Regions from separate parts of the Callithrix jacchus genome. Here region 1 is linked to region 2. A link is a contact called in public Hi-C data. All regions are on one chromosome and are shown on one strand. The core of a region is the stretch at or near the end of the contact, and the rest is flanking DNA. Distances in the headings are between cores, read along the strand shown. Region 1 holds the start of MTRFR (mitochondrial translation release factor in rescue). Region 2 holds the start of ABCB9 (ATP binding cassette subfamily B member 9).

What was found. Hi-C and Micro-C count contacts between places; a contact is called where the count stands out from the background.
Region 1: a Hi-C map of skeletal muscle shows a contact between it and region 2, with 4 times the contacts expected there. The contact joins the promoter of MTRFR here to the promoter of ABCB9 in region 2. A contact is called at or near these places in 2 of 3 Hi-C or Micro-C datasets (both in skeletal muscle).

Annotation. Positions count from the first base shown.
Region 1 is chr9:126,415,657-126,420,810 of calJac240_pri, forward strand. It overlaps MTRFR (mitochondrial translation release factor in rescue), which reads left to right and starts at 1,546. Exons shown (of 4, transcript XM_078337623.1): 1 at 1,546-1,618. It overlaps MPHOSPH9 (M-phase phosphoprotein 9), which reads right to left and starts at 1,224. Exons shown (of 22, transcript XR_013522204.1): 1 at 1,161-1,224.
Region 2 is chr9:126,151,039-126,156,245 of calJac240_pri, forward strand. It overlaps ABCB9 (ATP binding cassette subfamily B member 9), which reads right to left and starts at 1,980. Exons shown (of 12, transcript XM_035258042.3): 1 at 1,837-1,980. It overlaps OGFOD2 (2-oxoglutarate and iron dependent oxygenase domain containing 2), which reads left to right and starts at 2,515. Exons shown (of 7, transcript XM_078337614.1): 1 at 2,515-2,696; 2 at 3,058-3,114; 3 at 3,820-3,986; 4 at 4,090-4,189.

The DNA of each region.
Region 1 (5,154 bases), core at 296-2,795, 260 kb after region 2:
AGCTTAGAGCAACAGGCTCTAAGTATTGTCTAATACTAGACAATAGTATTGTCTAGTATTCTGCCTCCGCTAGATAGGGCCTGCGTTTATAAAGCACTACACTAAAACAGGGACCATTTCCTTCAGCGACAGGAGTGAAAGCAAAGGGTAACCGGACCTAACTAAATGGACTTTTCCCCAGTTGGCTCAGCCCATCACCCACGACAAACGGGGCATTGAAATAGTCAAGGACCGCCTTCCAAATGGCAACAGAAATATCTGGATTCCAATCACCATGCTGTTATACCAGGAAACCACGGCTTTCCAGGGAGATGGACCTGCAACCCCATCTATTATTTCCCCTGTTGAGGTAATCCGGATCCGGATGCAGATCCAGATGGAAAACCACTAGAAATTCAAGGAGGCTTCTCCACTGGGGTGGAGGTGCTGGGGGAGGGCAGGGAATTAAGAGGAAAAAAAAATCCTTAAACACCCACATATACAATGCCAAAAAAAAAATTTTTTTTAACTTGATACAGAATGAATAATAAGAACAGAGACATTTTTATATTTCCCAGCAACAAAATATGACGCTTTTGGTGTCCCCAGCCCCTAGCAAAAAAAAAAAAAAAAAGGAGTTGAAGAAAAGGAACGATTGGTGGCCATGAAACATGAAAGTTAACTGGGCGCTGTGCCTCGCCGGGAGGAGATCTGAGATGGGGGTGAGGAAAGATCCTGGACACTGGCACTCAGATCCAGCCCGCGAGGGTTGGGGGCGGCTATCCGGTCAAAGTGAGAAGGAGAGGGAGAATCCATGCAGTCGCCTAAGCTACGGAAAGCAGGGAAGACGGGGAAAAGCCACCGCTCATGCAACTACAATAGGGATTCCAAGAGGAAGCCGGGACATCTCGTCAAAAAATAGGGGGAAAAGAAAAATCCCACCGACACCCCCGCCCCTCGGAAAGGGCGCTCTGCGATTGGGCCGCGCGAGTGTCACTCAAGGGCGCAGAGTCTAGAAAAGGTGCACCGCAGAGGACCAGAGCTTCCGCACGCTGCAGGGTTCCGTCGTCTCCGCACACCTCAGCCCATCACCACACTCGGGACCGCTAAGACGGTGTCTCCTAAGTCTCGTCCCCTGTCCCCCGCGGTCTACCACTTCCTGCAGGCCGGCGGCCTCTTACCTGGCAGCCACTCCCGCTGCAAATGTCAGAGTCAGGCCCGCGGCCTCTCGCGACCGTTAAACTCGAAGGAGCGTGCGCGCGTCCGGCGTCTCCCCAGTGATTGGCTGCCCGGAAGTAGGGGGAGACGGCCGAGCTTGGCGCGCGCGTCCACCTCGCCCTTCCTTCTCGCTCAGCTCCAGCCAAAGAGAGATGTCCAACCCCAGGGGCGTGACGAGGGGGAGGTATTGCTGTTAAGGTCTCTTCTCTGATTGGCTCTCTGAGAGCTTGCCGCTGCCACGCGGGAAAGAAGCCTCAGTTTCTCGCATGCGCAGTTAGTAAACTTGAGCCTCTGGCAGATGAGGGAAACCGCGACCAGAGTAGAGCGCGTGCGCAGCTCAGGGAACGCGATTGACAGTCCTCTGCTGCGGTGATTCGGTTCCCCTAAAACGTTGAGTGAAGGAGTCGGGTCCTGAGACCAGGTAAGCTTCCGCGAAGAAGCTAGGTAACAGGTAACCTTACGGCTGCCCACGCCTGTCAAGGGCTCCGGAGAGAGGACTGGGAGCCGGGACGCTTGGTTTTTCCTGGCTTGCGACCCCGAGTGGCGCAGCCAGTTAACCTGAGGCCCCTCTGTCTGTGGGGTGGGGTCGGCTCTGGGGCTGTTCAAGCACTCAGGGCAGAGGAGAAGAGAGACTACCGTCTTGGAGAAAACGGTGCCACGGAGGCCCAAGGCGAAACGGAAAGATCTTCACGTACTTAATTGAGCGGAATGGAGCTGTGAGCACGCATCAGGTGCTCTTTAAGGCCTGGCACATAGTAGGGGTCAGCACTGCCCTTGCTGGGCTTTTGTGGAGATTTTTTTTTTTAAGAGATGGGGAGGGTCTCACCATGTTGCCCAGTCTGGTCTCGTACTCCTGACCTCAAGCGATCCTCCTTCCTCAGCCTCCCAAAGCTCTGGTGGAATCACAGACATGAGCCACCGCGTCCTACTTCTAAAGGACTGCAAGGAACCCGCTCTCCTTCCCATGGGTTTCCAGCTCATTTCATGCGCACTGTGCAGGCCACGTTCTTCATGCTAGTTAACCTTTAAGGTCCTAGATTTCCCTCCAGGAGTCCTGGCTCACAGTAAAGGGACTTCCCTGGGACTATCACTTAGTCCTCCACGACACAGGAAATGGATTTGCCCTTGGAATAACGGATCTGCCAGGAGGCGTTCCATCTCCTTGGAGCTTCCTAGGTATACTTATCAATTATTTTTATTTTATTTTATTTTATTTATTATTTATTTATTTTGAGACAGTCTTGCTCTGTCGCCAGGCTGGAGTGCAATGGCACAATCTCGGCTCACTGCAACTTCCACCTCCCGAATTCAAGCGATTCTCCTGCCTCAGTCTCCCAAGTATCTGGGACTACAGGCGCATGCTACGACGCCCAACTAATTTTTGTATTTTAGTAGAGACGAGGTTTCATCATGTTGGCCAGGATGGTCTCGATATCTTGACCTTGTGATCTGCCCGCCTCGTCCTCCCCAAAGTGCTGAGATTACAGGCATGAGCCACTTCGCCCAGCCCTATTTTTATTTTTTACTTTTTTTGTGTGGCAGGGGGACAGAGGCTCCCTCTGTCACCCAGGCTGGACTGCAATGGTGCGATCTCAACTCACTTTAACCTCTGCTTCCTGGGTTCAAGCGATTCTGCTGCCTCAGCCTCCCGAGTAGCTGGGACTACAAGTGCCTGCCACCACACACGGCTACTTTTTTGTATTTTTAGTAAAGATGGGGTTTTGCCACGTTGCACAGTCTGGTCTCGAACTCCTGACCTCAAGTCAGCATCCTGCCTCAGCCTCCCAAAGTGCTGGGATTACAGGCATGAGCCACTGCACCTGTCAATTTTTAAACTGCGAATTTGGTATTTCCTGTCTTTTTATTCTATGACATAATTCCAGAAGATATTTGTTTAAACTAGGACTTGCTTCACTGAAAATGGTTTTATCTTTCAGCATGAGCCTCCTGGGAAGTCGGCCTTTTTTCTTTGACATCACAATGATCTCCTTGGTACTTGATTGCACAGACCAGAATTATGACCCCACCAAATAGCATGTTTTCAGTAATGCCACGGTTTTCAAGTACTTCTTACTGTACCAAGTAAAATAATTGGCAAGTCACTGTTCTAGATGCCTTTTCACCCTAAGCGCTAAAACAAAAGCCCATGACATAATCAGTTCCCAGATTGGGTTTGTGTCATTACCACAGCATATGTGGTGTGTCATTCTAAAGTTCCTCAGCCTTGTAGTTGAGAGGTCTGACATGCTCCCATTTAGTGAGCACTAAGTGCTTTACATTTGTGGCAACATGTATGATTTTGTTCTCTAGGTGGTAGTGTCTCCATTTTACAGATGAGGAAATAGGGCCAAAGTTGCCCACTGAATGCAGATCTGTTGGCCACAGAGCTCACACTCCTCAGCAGTAGGGCCTTTCTGGGACAAAAGAAGAAATGAGAGAAGTCGTCAGACAGAGAAAGTCAGGCTGGTCCAATAGTAGAGAGTTATCTTTTTTTTGTTTTTGTTTTTTTTAAGTAGTAAGTTATCTTAATTGATTGTTTATAGTCACAGATCAAACTCCTTGTTCTACTCTTTCCCTCTTCTCTACTCTACCTGACTAGTCTTTTTAAAAAGAGAGAGTTGAGGCCGGACACTGTGGCTCACACCTGTAATCCCAGCACTTTGGGAGGCCGAGGCGGGTGGATCACGAGGTCAAGAGATCGAGACCATCCTGGTCAACAAGGTAAAACCCCGTCTCTACTAAAAATACAAAAAAATTAGCTAGGCATGGTGGTGTGTGCCTGTAATCCCAGCTACTCAGGAGGCTGAGGCGGGAGAATTGCCTGAACCCAGGAGGCGGAGGTTGCAGTGAGCCGAGATTGCGCCATTGCACTCCAGCCTGGGTAACAAGAGCGAAACTCCGTCTCAAAAAAAAAAAAAAATGGAGAGAGAGAGAGTTGGTCGGGCGTGGTAGCTCATTCCTGTACTCCCAGCACTTCAGGAGGCCGAGGAGATGGAGCACTTGAGGTCAGGAGTTCAAGACTAGCCTGGTCAACATGGTGAAACCTCGTCTCTACTAAGAATACAAAAATTAGCTGGGCATGGTGGCTAGTGCCTATAATCCCAGCTGCTCAGGAGGCTGAGGCAGGAGAATTGCTTGAACTCAGGAGGTCTAGGTTGTGGTAAGCCAAGACCATGGCACTGCACTCCAGCCTGGGCAACAGAGTGAGACTCTGTCTCAAAAAACTAAATAAATAAAAATTTAAAAAATAAAAAGTTAAGGAAAAGGAGCTAACATTGCCTAAGGAACTGGAAAAAGATCTGGAGATATTATGAAAGGTAATGAACAAACTATAGAAAGGATAATTTAATTTCAAAAATTAAAAACCTAATGGTCTTCCAAGATAGATCTTCCTGAGATAATCAGGAAGTGGGTATCTCTTATTTTCTTTATTTGCATTAAATACAATAATGTATTTGAAGTCCTCTGCAGCTGGATGTGGTGGTTCACATCTATAGTCCCATCACTTTGGGAGAGTGAGGCAGGAGGATTGCTTGAGCCCATGATTCGAGACCTACCTGGGCAATATGGCAAGACCCTGTCTCTACAAAAAATTTAAAACAGGCCAGGTGTGGTGGCACACACCTGTGGTCCCAGCTACTGGGGAGGCTGAGGCAAAGAGGCGTGCTTGAGCCCAGGAGATTAAGGCTGCACTGAGCCATTTTTATGCCACTGCACTCCACTTGGGCGACAGAGGGGGACCCTGTCTCCAAAAAAAAAGAAAGTGCTTTGGTTTGGATATGTTTAAGTCCTAAACAAATACAAGCCATCATTAATAGTAATATAGACTTTGAGACTTTTAGAAGAAAATATACTGTGTTGTTATTGCTGCTTTGCTAATTTGTTTCTGTTTTATTGGTGTAGTTGATAAATTGTTAAGATCCTGTTAGATGTTATGAATTGAAGAAATATGGGGCA
Region 2 (5,207 bases), core at 730-3,229:
ACTTTAATTGGGTGAATTGTACAGTATGTAAAGTATATCTCAATAAAGCTATTATTACACAAAGAAGGCCAGGCAATGTAGCTTATGCCTGTAATCCCAGCACTTTGGGAGGCCAAGGTGGGAGGATCACTTGAGCCCAGCCAGGGCAACATAGTGGGACCCCGTTGCTACAAAAAGTTAAAAAAATTAGCTGGGTGTGATGGCCCATGCCTGTAGTCCCAGCTATTCAGGAGGCTGAGGCTGAGGTGGGAGGACTGCTTGAACCTGGGATGTTGAGGCTGCAGTGAGCTGTGATCATACCACTGAACTCCTGGGTGATAGAGACACTGTCTCAAAAAAGAAAGAAAGAAAGAAAAAACACTCCATGCCACATGCCATCAAAGAACTGCAAATTAAAACAGCAATGTGATGTCAATACACTCATACTAGAATAGCTGAAATCTGGAACACTGACAACACCAAATGCTGTCCACGATGTGGAACGGGAACTCTCATTCATTGCTGCTGGGAATGCAAAACCGTGCCGCTAAGCAGGAAGGCAGTTTGCTCTTACTACATGGTCAGGCAATCACACTCCTTGATATTTATCCAGAGGAAGTGAGAATTTGTCTATAGAAACACCTGTTCACAGATGTTTACAGAAGTTTTATTATTACTATTACATTTGCGATGGCAGTCTCACTCTGTCTCCAGGCTGAAGTGCAGTGGCATATACATACCACTCTGGAATGAGGATACTCTTAATTCTGGAGCGTTCTAATTCTGGTTCTCCTACTCACTAGGTTTATGACTCTAGATAGGTTCCTGTAACCACTGAGCCTCAGTTTCCTTGTCTGTAAAATGGAATAATAGTATCGTAAACAGTCAACAAAGATATATATCAGTGCTGACTGGCAGCACACGTTGATCCAGTGCTTGCTGGTAAATATTCTTCTTGCTGCTGCTCCCTTTGGTGACTGATCCTAGCATGTCTGCAAGGAGGAGGGGGTCCATGGGGGGCCAATCTAAACTGAGAAGCAGGCTGGGCTCGGTGGTTTCAGTTCTAGACCAGCCTGGCCAACACGGAGAAACCCAGTCTCCACTAAAAATACAAAAATTAGCTGGGTGTGGTGGCATATGCCTGTAATCCCAGCTACTCAGGAGGCTGAGGCAGGGGAATGTCTTGAACCCGGGAGACAGAGGTTGCCTTGAGGTGAGATTTCGCCACTGTACTCCAGGCTGGGTGAAACACCATCTCAATAAACAAACAAACAAACAAACTGATAAGCAGAATACGCTCATCTTGCAAACTGCTGCAAAGGGAGAGCAGGTGAGGGTGGGGTGATGTACGTGCCAGGCTTGCCTGGTGGCTGGATGGGGAGCTAAATAACCTGCCCTGGGCCTCCTGGGGAAAAAGGGCAATTGTGGTGTCCTCAATTGTGAATATTGAGCTGGGAAATGGATCCTTTCCTAGATAGCAGGGCCAATCACCATCACTGGGCAATCAAGACGACTGTAAAACTTTAAACACCTTCTCAGGGGCAGTCTGGGCTGGGGAGCTGGCCCCTGAGGTCGATGACAGGTGAATCTCCTTCTTGGGGAAGCCTCGTAGCTTCAGGAGGCCCACCTGGATTCCAGAAGAGTCAGTGAGAAAATGCCAACAAGCGCAACAAAACCCCAAATCGCACATAATCCCACCACTCCCAGAGCCCCGTGGTGAGGAACTCAAGAGGGCAGACTGTTCGGTTCAAACCCTATTATTTGTCCCTTTGTGGATGTGTGGCCTGCGGCGGGTCCCTGTACCTCTCTGGGTCTCAGTTTCCCCATCTGTAACATGGTGGGGAAATATAATAGTACCTAGCTCAAAGGTTTGCCGCTGCTGGGATGCAAGGAGATACGGTGGGTGGTCTATCCTTGAGCAAAGTTCCGGGGAGAGAGGAGGCTCGGTCTGCAGGAGCTGTCATTTGTTGGCCGCAGTGAGACACCGCCCACCCGCGTCCTAAGGGACCACCACCGGAAGTAGCGCGAGTTGGGGCATTTTAGCGGAGACACCCAAGGGGCAATCTGAGGTAAACCAAGAGACTGTGGCGGAGGGACCGGAAGTGTCAGGCAGGGACCCGGGGTAAATGCTACACCCAAACTCAAACGCACAGGGCTGGAAGGTTGAAGCAGCGGCGGGACTTCTGAGCTCCTTAAACTGTCTCAGCTTTTCTCGTGGAGGCTGCTTCTCCACGACCTCCGAGCAGAAGAGGGGCCGGCATTTAGGTCAAAGACCTTGGGGTTCCGAGTCCCTCCTTCTTCCCGTCCTGTGAAGGCGTGACCCATTTCAGCTGTCTGTAAAGTGGGGCCATTAGTCCCTGCCTCGTGGTGGGAAAACTGGGAGGCTGAACCAGGAGCCCGCCGCTCCCACCCCGCCTCGGGAGCATCTCTCTCCGCAGACTGTTTCCTGGCGAGGTGCGCCTTCGTTCTTTTCCGCCCTTTGGAACATAGAGCGGCCCCTTGGCCTCCGGTTCCGCGCTTCCCGCGGTTGGAGGCGTGCCCGGAAGTGCCCCTAAAGCAGCCAGCCGGGCCGCGGACGCTTCGCTATGGCGACGGCGGGGGCTCCGCGGCGCTTCTGCCGCTGCGCCTGTTTCTACACGGAGAACCTGTACGCGGCGCGCTATGGATTGCACGTGCGCTTTCGGGGCGAGCAGCAGCTGCGCCGGGACTACGGCCCGGTGAGTGGCCGCTGTCGCCCCTCCCGAGCAGTGGGCAGAGAAGCAGTGGAGGAAGGAGGTCCATCCCCAGGGTCGTTTGCTTTGCGCACGGCGCGCACCGCATGCTCAAATACAAGAATGACGGCCTCTCTGTGCCTCAGTTTTCTCACTTCCCTGTGAGGTTGTGAGGAAGGAAAGGGTGCTTAGGACAGGGCCGGGCTCAGCACGCCGCCTCATAGCGATACCAGCCCGGAGCCCTGCCCTGCTTAAGCAGGTTCCGCAGTTTATCCTCTCCCCCATTTTAAGCAGGGGAAACTGAGGCTTAGAGAGTGAAGGGGCTTCCTATTCACACAGTCATGCTCAGTGTTCTTTCTGCTTCCAGATCCTGCGCAGTCGAGGCTGTGTCAGCACCAAGGACTTCCAGCAGCTGTTAGCAGAGGTGCCGCCCGCTGCCCCTGCACAGCACTTCCTCGTTAGATTTGTTAGCAGCTTGAGGGTCTTCTAGCCTCAGTCCGTGATCCCTGAAGGATCACTTAGGCCCTCACTTTCCTCCTTCCTGTCCCCACTCGCTCCTCCACACCTGGGTCTTGGCAGCGGGAGAGAAGGGGAAATGTTAAGTTGCCTAGTCATGCCCCTCCGAAGAGCTCTTTGAAATAAGCACAGGCACCACCCTCATTTTGGATTGAGAAGCTGAGGCTTAAAGAGGGATCACTTGCCCAAGCTTTTACAGCAGGAGCAGATGCGATCCCAGCCACGGCTTCCAGGCCCCTGGGCTCCTCACACTCCCACGTACCCTGAAGACTGGTGCCAGGGCTGCTGTTCTGCTCCCTCTTTCTCCTTTCCCTGGAGTCAGTGGTGGGAAGCTTCCCAGCAGAGTCCTCAGCAGCCTTGGGAACAGAACTTGGCCGTGACCGTTTCCCTCCGCTGTGTGGGCCCAGCTGGTTAAGGTACACCCAGGGGTTCTTATCCCAGCCAGGCTCAGGTTGGGGCAGCCTGAAGCAGGACGGGTCTCCTAGAAGTCCCCTTCAGTTAACAGTCTGCAACTTGCAGTCAACCCAGATAGATTCAGGAGTTTAGGCTAGACCTGGCTTCCAGGCTGGGCCCTGTCTGGCATTCCTGGGCTTCCGTTTCCTCATCTGTACAGTGGCCTCAGGAGGATGGGAGGCCCCACTTGATAACAACTCTGTGCCACCCCAGCTTGAGCAGGAGGTGGAGCGGCGGCGGCGGCTGGGGCTGGAGTCAGCCACTAGGAAAGCCCTCATTGCAAGTTCCTACCGCCTGGCACGGCCTGAGGTGTACGACTCACTGCAGGTACCAGCCAGGCAGGGTGCTTGAAGGCTAGGTACTGGAAGGAAGAGGTAGCATCCAGGGCTGCCGGGCTGCCTGCCCCACAGCTGGTATGTTCTGCCCCCAGGATGCAGCTCTGGCTCCTGAGTTTCTGGCTGTGGCTGAGTACAGTGCATCCCCCGGCGCAGACCTCAAGGGCCTTCTCCAGCGTCTGGAGACAGTATCTGGTGAGTTCCTAACCCCGAGACCTGGCAGGACTGGGGAATGGTAGCCTAGAAAACCTAGGTGTGGGAGACTGGGGTTTCTCCAGCCACCATCTCTGCCTCCAAAAACTGAACCAGCTGAAAGGGTCAGTGGGACCAACCTGCCAGGAGAAGCACATCCACATTCATTCATTCATTCATTCAATACCTGCTATGAGCCTGGTGTCTTCGTCCTTCTTTCACGCCTTCCTTCATGTGCTCATCCAGCAAATAGTGGGTATTTGTGTCATGGGCAGGAGAGCTGGCACACTCAAACAGGGCTGATCCAAGATCTTAAAGAAGGGACCGCTGAGGCAGGTATGCACAAGTTAAAGGGACCAGTAAGGAATGGCAAAGCCCCACCCCCAGGGCTGGCAACAGGAAGGAGCAGCTGCCACCTGGAGCTGTGGCTCTGGGCAGAGGTCTACAGCTATGCCAAACTCCAGCGAGGGCAAGAAATGTCCCATTTCTCCTCTTACCTTCAGATTTTCTGCTGGGCTCCCCTATTGGCTAAACCCAACAAGAAATTCTGGGCAAGGGAGGCTTGCGTGTTGTTTAACCTCTGTGACTCAGTTTCCTCATCTGTAAAATAGGAGCAACAGTAACCCCTTCTCTTAAGGCACTGTGACGATCAAGTGAGTTAATCTGCGTAGAGTACCTGTCACAGGACCCACACGTGGTGTTTGGAAAGTGTTTCCTATTCTTACTAGCACTGATACCCCGGGCTAGGGGATCCTGTGGGAGACAGACAGAAGTTTCCCCTCATGGAGCCTGTGTTTTGTTGGGGGCATGGGTGGAATGAACTCCCCCTCCCAGCCTAGGGGTGCTCTCCTCATTGCCTTCTACGCACTGACAGCTGAGACTGCTGAGGCTGTTTGGCTGGTGCAGGGCCCAGGCTGTGAGGTGGCCCCGTGGGGGGCACACTAACCCTGCATCCCTGGGAATTGGTGCATCTGCCAAGAAATACTTAGTTTCCATTCTCAGCCTGGCTTCTTCTCCCAGG